Regions from separate parts of the Hordeum vulgare genome. Here all the other regions are linked to region 3. Evidence: chromatin contacts called from public Hi-C data. All regions are on one chromosome and are shown on one strand. The core of a region is the stretch at or near the end of the contact, and the rest is flanking DNA. Distances in the headings are between cores, read along the strand shown. Region 1 has its middle 12 kb from the start of LOC123412098. Region 2 holds the start of LOC123412968. Region 3 holds the start of LOC123407733 (alpha-1,3-arabinosyltransferase XAT3-like).

Region 1 (4,451 bases), core at 1,305-3,804, 140 kb after region 3:
CCAACACCCGATCATAGTGCTACCTTGCTTGCACCATGCTGACATCGACGGCTCCTCCACTAGCGCGGGAGCATCTCCTCCTCCATGGTGATCTCCGTCATGGTCAAGGGGTCGCCCTCCTACATCTCCTCCTCCGAGCGCTTCGAAGAGCTTGGAGCTTGGCCCGCCTTAATGAGGGTCTGGCGCCGGGCCTCCGAGTTGAGGACCTCCACCACAATTTGGGTATGACGCAACGACGTGAGGCTCTTGTACCACACAACAAAGGATCGAGCCATGGTGACGGCGGGCATATGCTTGGACGTGCCTCCGACGTTGAGAGAAGAGCTCAGATGGGTAGATTTTGGGTCGTGGCTGACCGACTTAAATAGCTCGGGCAAGCTGAGCACGAGGTTAAATACAGAACACCGAAGTTGACTTCTCGAGCTCTGCCCCCGTGTGAATGCCAGGTAGGCGTACGACTAGTCACCCGACGTGAATGTGTGTAGCCGACTGGCCTCATCCACTCTGAATGTGCGAACGGGATTCAGAATGACGCGAAGAAAGAGGTCTTTGGAGTTGGGCCAGGGTGTCACAGTCGAATAGGCGAACGGCCACAAACCTTCCATCAGTTTGATGCAGGTTTAGGGGATTTTGGACAACGAGACCGGTCCCGAAAAATTTGGTGACCGCTCTTGGATTGATTAAGTGGTTCGTTTGGGGCATTTGAGGGTGATTCGATATTGATTTAAGAATTACTAGAAGGATTGGGCGCGCTTTGCTACATCGTTAGATTAAAAAACCTAATAACTCTGTTTTAAAATACAATGTGTATCACTTTTTAAAATTTTCAAATTTTTTATTTAATATTGTGAATGTCGATATTTTTGCTCTCAACTTGGTCAAAGTTGAAGAATTTAACTTTCCAAAAGACAAATGCCCCTTGTATTCTGAAACTGATGGAATATTTTGTTTGATTTGTGGGCAACATGACATAATGTGTTTTATTTTTATTTATAATTCGATAATTTGATGGACCTTTCGTGGTGTGATTCTATATTATATGTTAACCAACCTTATATATGTTTGAAAATTTCTACGTCGACGGCTACATTAGCATAATTGATATGTTTTATAGATCGGTTGTTGTTGTTTCATTTGAAAAAAATGTTGTTTCGGTTAAAATCGTAAACCAAACCCATTAAAAAGCATAGTGTATTTGTCTAAAGATTTGAACGAAAATGTTTTGAGAAATTGTTGACCCGATCAAAATCGGGTGATCCAATTTTAATAGAAGTCTTGGAGATATCTATTAAAGGGGAATTAGGGAGAAGACGAGTGAGGCGAGCCACCCGTGTGGGAATTCACGTGGCACATAGATTTAAAAAAGGCTCAGTGACAACCATGTAAAAGGGTCCGTACGTCTAAGATTATCGCTTTAAGAAATTGTTAACCGATTAAAATTGGATGCCACATTATTAATTAAAAATCTCAACAAAATCTTGGCTCTTCAATTCTACAACGATTAGTGTTATAATATATCGTGAAAGAAAAATAAATATGGGTAAAATTAAAGGGGAAGGGCGAGGTGGGGATGAGTGGGAAGAGGGCACGCAATTTTGTGGACTCAAGTCCATACTTGAAGTCGATAAATCAGTTTCTCTTGAGAGCATCTCAATAATCCGTATGTTCAATCGTTGGTATAAGTGTCCACATCATCAACCAACAGTACATCATACAAGCTCTTCAATAGTGTGTATGTTAAGAGTATGTAAAATAACTAAGTGGATCCATTAAATGTTGAAGAAATAATCATGTTTGCCTCAGAGCTTGTGCATGAACCGTTGCTTCAAGTTCATACGGTTTCATTCTCTCTCTTCTTTTATTATATATCATGTCATTAAAATCATCTATGTGACAATTTTATCAACGATGATCATACGACCATTGAAGATGCCCTGATAGGACTCTTAGATTCTGTTTGAAATCATAATAGATTATGATAATTTGGATTATGAAGATAGATTATATAATCAGGTTTATAAAAATAATTAAGATGGACATGTTTAGAGGCTATATTATGTAAACTGTAATCCAGGTTTTACATTACATAATGACATGTCTCTCTTGTGCGTACGGTGAGGAGAAAAAAGGAGGATGTCATAAAAATTAGTAATTACCTCAAACTTCACAAAGATAATGAATCATTAGTAATTCATAATCTGGTTTTATCCGGATGAAGTAGATTGTGAGTTTTTAATAATATACCCATCTAATTTTTATAATATACAACATAATTTATTTTGTTTGGAGACAGTATAGATTATAAAAATTAAATTGTTATAATGTGAGTTGTTCTAAACAGAGCGTTAACCAAAACAAAAAGGCCGTCTCTCGCCCTTTGAATAGAAAAGGTTGTCCTACGGCAAAAGGCAAAAGCGGAAAGGAAAGCCCTCAAAGCAGACATTTTGTCAGCGGAAACCAAAATGAACAGATGAAGCGCACGGGCCAGCGCTGTGCTGCTGCTACGACCCGCGAGTTCCGCCACGCTGCAGATTGTTTATTTGTGTTCTGGCAGACTGCCGATTCTCCCCGGCGTGGTTCCGATAGTTAACCGTGGATAGCTCGTCGGGTCTCCCAGTTGTCCCGCACCGAGGGCAGGGAGGAACCCGCGAGACGGTCTGCCGTGCCGTGCCGCCCGTCGGAGCGCGGGACACGTGATGCCATGCACTGGCCAAGGGAAAAAGACGCCATGATGTTGTTCGTGCTCGCGCACCGCCGCGCGAGCCAAGGGACGGACTACGCTTGTCTTGGGCTAGCTAGCTAGTAGCCTCGGGTGGAGAGGTGTCGTGGGTCGTGGGTGTCTTGACTTATCTGAATCGCTGGACTGAAAACTACAGACAAACTCGAGAGTCCAGACGGACCGCTAAGCTACTTGTTAATACTTTTTATGTCGTGTGCATTAATCTGCTTGTATTGAAGGAGCGAATGCGATGGCTCCAGTTATATGCAGGTAGTTTGGGAAATCCAATTCGGCTTTGGAGAGCATATGCTCCTGTCCATCAATTTTATTTTTTGCAAATGTAAAAAGTAAAATAAAAAAAGATGTGTTCTTTGTCCCACTCAAATGCTACCTGCGAATTTTTAATGAAAAATCTTAAGCAGTTTGAGCTCTGCAAAAAAAAACATCAAATGTTACCTACAAATGTTAGATTTACTTTTTTTTCACCATCGACGTACCACTACCCCGTTTTGCATAAAAAAATGTCAAACTCACTTGTTAGAATAAGATAAACATTCACATGAAAAGCAGTTTTTTTAAATATATTTGTTTTGAATTTATTATTTATGAGAAAGTATATGCTCCCAATAGCCAAAATGGCCTCAAGGATACAATTGAGGTACGGAGTAACAAGAAGGCACAAATAGCGTAAAAAATGCCTAAAACGTTTTTAGCGAGACTATGTGCCTTGATATAAAAATCGTGTCCCTCAAATATGAAGGAGCAAGCCGCAAACTGATAAGGTGACGCTTTGATATCTTTGACAATACTAGCATATAAACTACGAGTACCTCTACTGATGCTCGATTTCCCCCTTCCCCTTGCCCTCCCGTGCCGCTTCCGCGAGCGCTCGGGGGGGGGGGGGGGGGGGCTAGCGCCCTCCTCCTCCTTCCTCCCTGCAGCTCCCTTCCCTCGTCGTCGGGACGACATGTTGGACGTTGGATGGTGCTGGCCGTCTGGATCGGGCGGAGGTAGCTGGCGGCGGGGGCGCGGGCTGCATGCGGTGGCGTGGAGTGGCTGATGCGGTTGAGGGGCATGCCCCGATCTCGACGGCAGCGGCTCTGGGTTTGGTCCAGATCTCACGCAGCTCGATGCGTGGGGCCTGGGCCCTTGTGATGTCGAGGCTCCAGCTCGTCGCAAGGGTTGGTTGGATCCGGTGGCCGACCTCTACTGCGGTGCTCCCTGGTAGTGGTGGGCCTGCCGCCCCCGGCCAGATCCGGCCCTGGGAGCTCTTTGGAAATGGCAGGTGTCGCTGGCTTCGACTCGCTGGTTCTTCGGGCTGGCGTCGAGGTTTGTGGTGGCTTCTGCGTGGTCATGGTGTGATGGCTTCGTGGGAGGCGTGTAGGCTAGCGGGGGTGCTATGCGTGGGGTTGTGGTGTTGGGAGGTGCTATGGGCGAAAGCTTGCCGGCCGACGGTGTCGACGTCTGTGGATGTCGTCTCACCTCCTTGGAGGCACCGTTAAGGAGTTCTCTCCCTGTACACCCTTGGATCCAGTTCTTCGGGTGAAAACCTTAGGCCCGGTTGGGACAGATGACGGCGTCGGCATCGTCGCTTCCTCCTTGGGGGCGTCGTGTTGAAGAGCTTTGGATCTTGTTTGCACGCTCCATGGGCTAGACGCTCGCGATATTGCGGTCAGCTCAGGCCCGTCCGACAATGTGGATGATCTGCGCGGCTTCTTGTGTAGCAACGATG
Region 2 (4,716 bases), core at 671-3,170, 220 kb before region 3:
TTTTCAGATGGGCTTGCTCCCCAAACAGCTGAAGAGGAATAGGTTCAACAAATGCAAAAATGATCACCGCTCTATGAAAATAAACGGACAGGGAGCTAAGGAGCCAGAGACACAAGGGAGCTTAGCTTTCTTACATGTATGAGTGTACAGGCGTGTCCTAACTGATTCACTGTTAGACGGAGCATCAGGCAGCACAAAATTCTACCTGACTAAGGGTTCCTCCAAAATGAGGGTCTGCTTACTGCTTCGGTTTTTAGATACTAAGCTTTCTTGCATATCTTGATATGGACAAATATACCAACCACACAAACCAGTCAACTACTGAACAGTATGAATTCCTAGTTCATTTAGCTAGCATCGGCGCACCATATTTGCAATGGCATTTTGAAGCGTACATGCCTTTTCAATAGCAAATAAATAATTTATGCTTTGGCTACCAACAAAGTAGTAGATGCTGTTTGCCTACAACTGAACAACAATGTAGAGGACAGCAAAGGATACAGTTACTGGAAGCGAATACTCCCTCCGTCCGGAAATACTTGTCATAGGAATGGATGTATCTGGATGTATTTTAGTTCTAGATGCATCCATTTTTATCTATTTGTGCATCAAGTAATTCCGGACGGAGGGAGTATATAACTATAGTTACAAACAGTGCAAAAATTCTTCGTACCTCCAAAAAGAAACGGCGGTCTATGTCATAGGAGTTATGCCCTCACCACCTTCACCAACATCCATGTCCTTTCCATTGGGCAAGGTCTTGTTTCCAGTGCTTTCAACATATGTCTGCTTACTTGATTTCCTCTTGCTATACTTCTTCTTATACCGATCCACCTTATACTCCACCAAACTATTATGTTGATTAGTCGCGGGAGGACCTTTCCTTTTACCTCTCGTACTCTCCTGAGGGGGTTTACCTTTACACTCCAGTGCAAGAACCACAGGGACTGTGGGGTCAGATCCTAAAGCCTGACTAGCATTCCAGTTGCTTCCCATCTCTTCACTGGTCTCGAGATAGTCCAGATGATCCATCATATTGGTTACACAAAGCCCCAGATCCTCATTGACCACCTTCCTCCCATAAACCAATCCGTTCTGCCTCTTGCCCTGTCCAGCCGAGACAAATAGAGATGCACTGCCAGAACGTGAAATCCTCGGTGACCCGTTGATAGCCAAATGCAGCTGCAGAGCCAATGCCTCATCTGGCAGCTCCGGATCACAGGGACCCTTGCTCTCTGACCCCTCACCAACAGGGACGAGGGCCATCGCATCCTTCCAAGCTGGCCTCACCTCCTCCACCACCTTCCTTGGCGAATTCAACTTAGCAGCGGCGACAGGCTCCCCCTTCCTCCGAACTGCAGAACTAGGCTCCCTGGTGACCAACTCCAGATTAGGAACGTATTTCTTGCCACCCACCTTCACTGTGGGGCAGCAATCGACGCAGACGAAATTCTCCAAATCTACAGGCTGGATCATGGCAGTACGGTGCTCGGCAGGGATGCAGTGGTGGTGGACGCAGTGGTTGCAGCTGCGGCATGTGGCCGAGTCCTCGTGCGAGAGGTTGTCGGGGGAGAGGCAGTAGGAGCAGACGGCGCCAGAGCGAAGGAGGGAGATACATTCAGAACAGAGGAGGACGACGCGCCAGAGGGAGCGGAGGGGACGGAGTGGACGTCGCTTGGCGCCCGGCGCCGGCGGCTGGAAGCGAGCGACGCAGCAGTGGCAGCGGTTCAGATAGGACGGGCTGCGCGTGGGCGCAGGGGGCGGCAAGGCCGGGCGGGGGGGCGCTGCACGGCGTCGTGGGCGATGTTTCGAGAGGAGACGGGACGGCGGGGTGGGGTGGTCGGCGTCGGGGACGGCGGTGGCGGTGGCGGTGGCGGTGGGGGAGCTGGGTGCGGATTGCACCATGGGAAACCTAGGGTTTGGGGTGGGTAAGTGGTGGGGAATCCGGCCCGCGGAATGGGTTTTGCTTGGGCGCGATGTATGTTGCCGGATGGTGAGATGCTCGGGAACCCAACTATTTTCCCCGATCTTGAATAGGAGTACAAGTTTTTTTAAGATTTTATTAAAAGACTACTCTTTCCATTCTTAAATACTCTCTCTGTTCCTAAATACGGAGTATAAGTCCTTCTAAAGATTTCACTAGAATACTACTCCCTACGTTCCTAAATATAAGTCTTTTTTAAAGATTTCACTAGTGTACTATATACGGATGTATATAGACATACTTTAGAATGTATATTCATTCATTTTGCTCCGTACGTAGACCCCTAGTGAAATTTCTTAAAAGACTTATATTTAGGAACGGAGGGAGTACATACGGAGCAAAATGAGTGAATCTATACTCTAAAGTATGTATATATACATCTGTACGTTGTTCACTAGTGGAATCTCTTAAAAGACTTATATTTAGGAACGGAGGGAGTACATACGGAGCAAAATGAGTGAATCTATACTCTAAAATATGTCTATATACATCCGTATGTTGTTTCCTAGTGGAACATCTTAAAAGACTTATATTTAGGGACAGAGGGAGTACAAGTCTTTTAAGAATTTTCAATAGAAAACTATAAACGGATGTATATAGACATATATTAAAGTATAGATTCACTCATTTTACTTCGTATGTAGTCTCCTAAGAAAATCTCTAGAAAGACTTATATTTAAAAACGAAGGGAGCATATATGAAATAAAATGAGTGAACTTACATTCTAAAATATGCATATACATATATAGAGAGAGAGAATCTCATAGTGAAACCTTGAAAAAACTTATGTTTAAAAATGGAGGAAGTAAATTTTAGAAAAGGGATGCTTCTAATTTTGTTTGAATATAAATCTATTCCCCCTCAAAAAAAACATTCGATGGCATGGCTGAGAGTATTCCCTATTTCCCATGTCCCCTATTTCCCATGTCCGTTTGATTTATGTGGTTTTTTAATATATTTTCGTAACCTTAAATCGACAAGTCAGAAAATAACATGTGCATTGGTTTGGGATATGATTATGATCATTATTATTCCCATGTGTTTCACAAGGACCGCTTGGTTGACACCTCGTAGATATCTTCTTCAATCTCTTTGTGTATTCCGTCGTCGTTAGAAGACTCGCGTAAAATCCATACACATCGCCACCGTCGTACGAGCCTATGAAAAGGGTTTCTCCTTCTTTTAATCGTTCATCATCTCCGTCTAGGTTATTTGTCACATTCACCATGAGCAGATATCCTTCGAGTCGATCATTGTCACCATCTTTGTTGTTCGACCATCCACCGTCGGTTGCACTTCTGTAGCCACCCACCTCGCTGTCTTTGATGTTTCCAACCGATTTAGCTTCTCGCACAAGCACGGCAGCACAAACGAGAAAAACGAGGGAGCAGTAGTACCGAATGTGTGAATAGAAACTGAAGTGTAAATGCCTTGTTGATGTTTGAGCGAAGCAGTTTCAATCAGATGAAGCATCGATCTCTCGGCTGGATCGAGCCACCCGTGTCACCAGCATCACACGCATGGGCTGGATCAGCAAGACTCCTTTGAATGGGCTGCTGTAAGGCCTAATGCATCAGAAGCCTTGGTTTTGGCCCCTGGAGCAGCAGCCCACAGGACAGACGGGCTAAATAAAAAAGACTGCGCGGATCAGCTTCAGAAAGGACGTAATCCAACGGCGAGAAACTCCTAATTAGCTAATCCAACGGTCAAAAACGTCTAATCGCTGAGAGGGCAAAGATTAGGTGCAGTTTTACTGTCCTTAATAGCCGCGGTGGCGACAAGTCCGGTGGTGAGGAGCTCTCGGCTCCGATGGAAATGATGGCTAGGCGACGCAATCGAGCATGAGAGCAAGGGGGAAGGCAACAGAGGTCGCAACGGTTCGAGAGAGCATCTCGGAAGGCTCGGGGGACGACCTGGTTGCAGCGGAATGGCGACAAGAAGCTCTGGTCACCGATGTTGAAGACGACGATGGTGGCAGCGTTGCAGCGCGTCCGGTCTTGTGTGCTTTCATGTGGAGAAGAACGACATTGAGGCACTTCATTTGGACACGATGGTGAGGAAAATGGTGGTCGGTGGTCGCAAGAACGGTGGGCGGCAGCGACGGCTACGCTTGGTTGCAAGAGAGGGGTGAAGCATAGGAGGGGATAGGCATGGGAGGGAGGGAGAGTGAGATCAGGGGGTTCGTGGCGCCCTTATGCACGTCGAGGAGGAGATAGTGAGGTAGGGAGTGCTCTATGCATGGTTGTGCGCGTCAGGCACACGCCTCTCGTCCTCCTAGCGAGAGGAGGAAGATGACCCTATGCCTTGCTAGGTTGGGCTCGCTACATGGGACGGCTACACGTAAGTTTCTTTATGCCTTTTTTCTCTTGTTTGAGTTACCTTTTTATTTTCTTAACCTATGGGTAAAATCTCCATAGGACGTCTCGATGACACTCAAACCCCTTTGACCGGACGAAAACGTCACGGAGGGGTATTTTCATAACGCTATCTAACGGAATAGGGGTATAGTTGAGCACTTCTTTATTTATGGGTAAAGATGAGGTCGTGTCAAAGTTAGGGGGTAAATCTAAATGTCCCTATATTTTAGAACTGAGGGAGTATTTGGTTTGGCGAGTTGAGGAGATGATGGAGTGTGTTTAATTTTTATTTTATAATGAGATGTTTTAATGCGTCTTTCATAGTGTGACTATGGGTTATCTGCCAAACAACTCATACTTATGTGAGAAAAAATC
Region 3 (4,339 bases), core at 1,041-3,540:
GCGTCAACGTTGGAGCAAACGCTACATACGCTCTTGGACTACCACCCAAACTCTACACCGATGTTGGAGCAAACATCATCGCAACAACAGAGCCCGACGACACAAGTCCACCACAAGAATGCCATCGCTGCCACGACATCCTCGTTTGAACAAACTAGTTCCCAAATCCATCACCGACCACAATAACGATTGCCTCTTCGAGGATGAATCTAACGCTTCATTGTTGAACATCGCCGTTGCCGAAACAAAAACGTCGAACGACCCAAAAATCTAATCCAGTAGGACCCTAAAACCTAAAGACTAAAACGATCCGCACATGTGGCATCCGACGAACCCCCTTCCAGCGACGACCAAAAGGTCAACGACGGAGGAGAGCCATCGAAAGACGATGTCGGAAGGAGCGGTTCTTGTGGTGACGGCGGCGGCTAGGTTTCCTAGTCTGTGGACCTAGGATTCGGAGTTCCCTGTCTAAGAGCATCTCCAATAGACGCATGCTAGCATGGCGCGCTAAAAATATACATAGCATTGAAATAGCCTTTTTAGCGTGTGGGGGAGCGTTTGCTCCAACAGGCGCTATAAAATATGGCACGATGCTATAGCTCCAGCACGCTCTGCAAAATGCAACATGCGTGAGCAGGCCGCGTTTGGTAAATATGAACAACACATATGCATTTGACAATATGATGATCTTACAAACATAAAAAGTGTGCATTGGAGCAAGATAACATAGTTCAATTGCATGCCATAGTTTAAAATCATCCAATCAAGTTCATGACAAATAAAAGTTCACATAACAAATGGCACATCAACTATCGTGCATCCTCTTCTTCCTCCTCTTCTCCATCCTCTTATGAAGACAATTCTTCCTCCTCATGCGAAGGTATGTGAGGCACACCACAAGGCATGCATCCATCCATGTCACCTGGAAATGTTCCCATGCCTCCCATGAGAGACCCAAAACTCATGGCTCCAAAGCCTCTCACGGTAGCTCCGAAGCCACCCATGCCTCCCATGCCGTCCATGATAGCTTCAAAGCCACCCATGCCCCCATGCCTCGCATGCCGCCCATGATGGCTTCAAAGCCACCCATGCCTTTCATAGATGCTCCCATGCCTCCCGTGGTACCTCCGAAGCCACCCATGCCTCCCATGCGTGTTTTCAAGCCTTCTATGCCTGTGAAGCCACCCATGGCCATGGATCTTTTTTGGACCAAGACTTCATCACGGGAAATATTGATGAACTCCTTTTTGCCTCACGGAAGGGGTCGTGGGTGTAGGGAGGGGTGGGGGGATGTCGGCGCCGCCTTCCATCGGTCGAATTTCATCGTCGACGGTGTGTGGCGAGGCGGCCGAAGAGGTTGGGTCGCAGTTGGTCGCTCGCGCGTGAATCGTTATTGTTCAATGCACGAAAACGGGCATGCGACATAAGCAAAGCACGATGCCATTTTTCTCCGCACGCTGAACCAACTATACCATGTGCGCACGATTATTACGCGTCTGTTGAAGCATTCGATACAGGCCCGTACGTAATAAGAGGGTGCTTGGATTCAAGAGACTAAAACTAGTCTCTTTAAGAGGCTAAAGTTTCAAGCACCCCTGACTAAAGAGAGGCTAAAACTAGTCTTGAGGCTAAAATCTTTTAGTGAGGGGTACCTCTATTAAAATGTGCATTAGTCCTCTCTCTCCTTATTTAACTCCTCATGCAAGTTCTGGATTGAAGGGTTTGGAGGATAATAAATATTCATTAACTTGATTTTAATCTCTTTAGTATTTAGATCCAAACATGAATGAGGCTAACAAGTTTTAGTCTCGTTACTTTTAGTCATGGGATTAAAAGGTATTCAAGCACCCTCTAATTTGATTTTTTGCTACCACGACGAAGCTACCGCGGCTGTTGAAGATGCTTTGGAAGCAATTCTGCGTTTGAACGGTACCAAAGCATGTACTCCTACAGCACTCCCGCTGCAAGGCCCATTCCAATCAGTGGTCCAAACTCCCCAGCATTGACACGGCACCGACACTGCGAGATCAGAAACGTCTCGCCACAGAGTCTCGTCTAGCGTGTGTCGAGAAAACTGATCACTGGTACAGTGGTGACAACAAAATTATCACCATAAAACTATCTCTAACTAAAGGAAGTCACGGTAATGACCGTGTCCGAAGCAGCGGCTGCTATTTTACGGCGCCCTGAAAAGTCGTGCTGGGTACCAGTGGCGCACAGGCAGGCAGGCACACACCGACCGACCAGAGCACTTCCAAACAAAACAGTTCTACTACTACTCCAGTTCCCAAGCCCCAGCTAGCTAAATGAGCAGCTGCCTTTGCTGCTTTTGCTCTGCTCTTCCCTCCCCTTCCTTCCCTTTCTCCCCCCTCCACCGGGCTCGCTGCCGGTGGCCGCCGCTTCCGCCGCCCGCTTTATCCCCCGCTGATTTACACGTCAGCTGCTCAGCTCGAGTCGCATAGCAAGGCTGTGGAGGTCCTGTGCGGAGCAAAGAACTACTCCTACTCCCGGAGGAGATGAAGTCCCGGAGCTCTGCGAGGGGCGAGCCGAGGAGGTTCGGGAATGTGGCTCTCCTGGCCCTCATGCTCTGCTCCCTCGTCGCGCTCTCGCTCATCAGGGCAAGGTTCTCCCCAATCGGTAACGCCATCGCTTTCTTCTGCTCTTTCTCTTTTGTTCCTGACTATGCAGAGGCGTGGCCAGTGGTGGGAGCAAATCTGAGGGCGTCAGAGCTGCTGTTTGACTGCTCTCATGGTCTCACTGCGTTTCCGCAGGGAATACGCCCGTTGTGGAGACCATCAAAGTGGAGGATCCGAAGCCGGTGTTGCCGAGCAAGCCGGCTGTCGCCGCGCAGGCCGGCGATGGCGCCGACGAGGCCGCCGCAGTTGCTGGTAAGCTAGCTTATCCGCCTTCGTACACGGCGTGTATCGTCTAGAAAGATTAGTGAGTGGATTGGAAGCCGCTTGCTTTATGCAGGGGGTGGTTGGGTGTCTAGATCTGCTTGGCATTTCTTTACCGGCCGCTTTCTTTTGGTAATATCATATCCATTTTAGCTGAGATTCAGCCTCAAATCAGACAAGGAGAGGAGAGGAGGAACAATGGAACCATCCACGGATTTAGCAGCTCGTCCTAAACTATCGCTGATATACACTGAAGATTTTCGTTCTAAATAATTCGGTGAAGAGGGTGGTGGCATCAGATCTCACCAGGAACTGGATTTTCTTCTTGCAGTGGAGGAAGACAAGGAGGAGGAAATTCAGCCCAAGACCGAGCAGGCCGTGGGCGCCACAGTGCGGCCAGCCAAAGCCGCCGTGGTCGTTGACGCCAGCAAGCCGGTGTGCTACGAGACGAGTCGGCGCTCCGACACCTGCGAGGCAGCCGGCGACGTGCGCCTGGTGGGGAGAAGCCAGACCATCTACATCGATACGCTGGAGCGGGAATGGAAGACCAGGCCGTACTGCCGGAAGCACGATACCTACGCGTTGTCCCACGTCAAGGAGTGGTCTCTGAAGCCGTTCCCCTCCGGCGACGACGCGGCGCCCAAGTGCACGTCCAACAGCTCGGCCACCGCCTTCGTGATCTCGACGGGCGGGTTCACCGGCAACCCCTTCCACGACTACACGGACGTGCTCATCCCGGCCTTCATCACGGCCCACCGCTTCGCCGGCGAGGTCCAGTTCCTGGTGAGCAGCTACAAGTCGTGGTGGATGAGCAGGTACATCCAGATCTTCCAGCAGATGAGCCGGTACGAGGTGGTCGACATCGACGCCGACGACGAGGTCCGGTGCTACCCGAGCGCCGTGGTCGGGCCGACCTTCCACAAGGAGCTGGGCGTGGATCCCTCCAAGGCGCCGTCGGGCGCCTCGATGGCGGACTTCCGCAAGATGCTCCGCAACGCGTTCGGGCTGGAGCGCGCCACTGCGACGCCGAGCGGCGACCGGTGGGACATCCGCCGCCGGCCCCGACTGCTGATCATCTCCCGGCGCACCTCACGCGGGCGGGCGTTCATGAACGAGCGCGCCATGGCCGACATGGCGGGGAGCCTGGGGTTCGACGTCCGCATCGGGGACCCGGACACGACCTCCGACACGTCCAAGTTCGCGCGGCTGGTGAACTCGTGCGACGTGATGGTGGGCGTGCACGGCGCCGGGCTGACCAACATGGTGTTCCTCCCGGCGGGCGCCGTGCTGGTGCAGGTGGTGCCGTACGGGCGGCTGGAGTGGCTGGCCCGAAACACGTTCGCGGAGCCGTCGGCGGGCATGGAGGTGCACTACCTGGAGTACGTGGTGCAGCTGGACGAGACGACGCTGAGCGAGCAGTACCCCAGCGACCACCTGGTGCT

The links. A called contact is a pair of places that touch in the nucleus more often than the background predicts.
Region 1: a Hi-C map of leaf shows a contact between it and region 3, with 5 times the contacts expected there. The contact joins the enhancer-like site here to the promoter of LOC123407733 in region 3. A contact is called at or near these places in 2 of 6 Hi-C or Micro-C datasets (both in leaf) and 1 of 1 datasets of contacts at active chromatin or transcription factors (embryo).
Region 2: a Hi-C map of seedling shows a contact between it and region 3, with 2.4 times the contacts expected there. The contact joins the promoter of LOC123412968 here to the promoter of LOC123407733 in region 3. A contact is called at or near these places in 3 of 6 Hi-C or Micro-C datasets (leaf and seedling) and 1 of 1 datasets of contacts at active chromatin or transcription factors (embryo).

The regions. Positions count from the first base shown.
Region 1 is chr7H:158,152,839-158,157,289 of MorexV3_pseudomolecules_assembly, reverse strand. No RefSeq gene overlaps it. Among protein-coding and RNA genes, the nearest start is that of LOC123412098, 12 kb to the right of the region's middle. Within about 2 kb of position 2,554, at least 3 of the 3 cell types and tissues checked have open chromatin away from gene starts, as enhancers often do. A contact at or near this core is called in leaf, where this site is marked.
Region 2 is chr7H:158,505,343-158,510,058 of MorexV3_pseudomolecules_assembly, reverse strand. LOC123412968 reads right to left here and starts at 1,920. Exons shown (of 8, transcript XR_006613645.1): 1 at 674-1,920.
Region 3 is chr7H:158,290,888-158,295,226 of MorexV3_pseudomolecules_assembly, reverse strand. It overlaps LOC123407733 (alpha-1,3-arabinosyltransferase XAT3-like), which reads left to right and starts at 2,290. Exons shown (of 3, transcript XM_045100931.1): 1 at 2,290-2,637; 2 at 2,772-2,888; 3 at 3,229-4,339. The coding sequence starts at 2,517.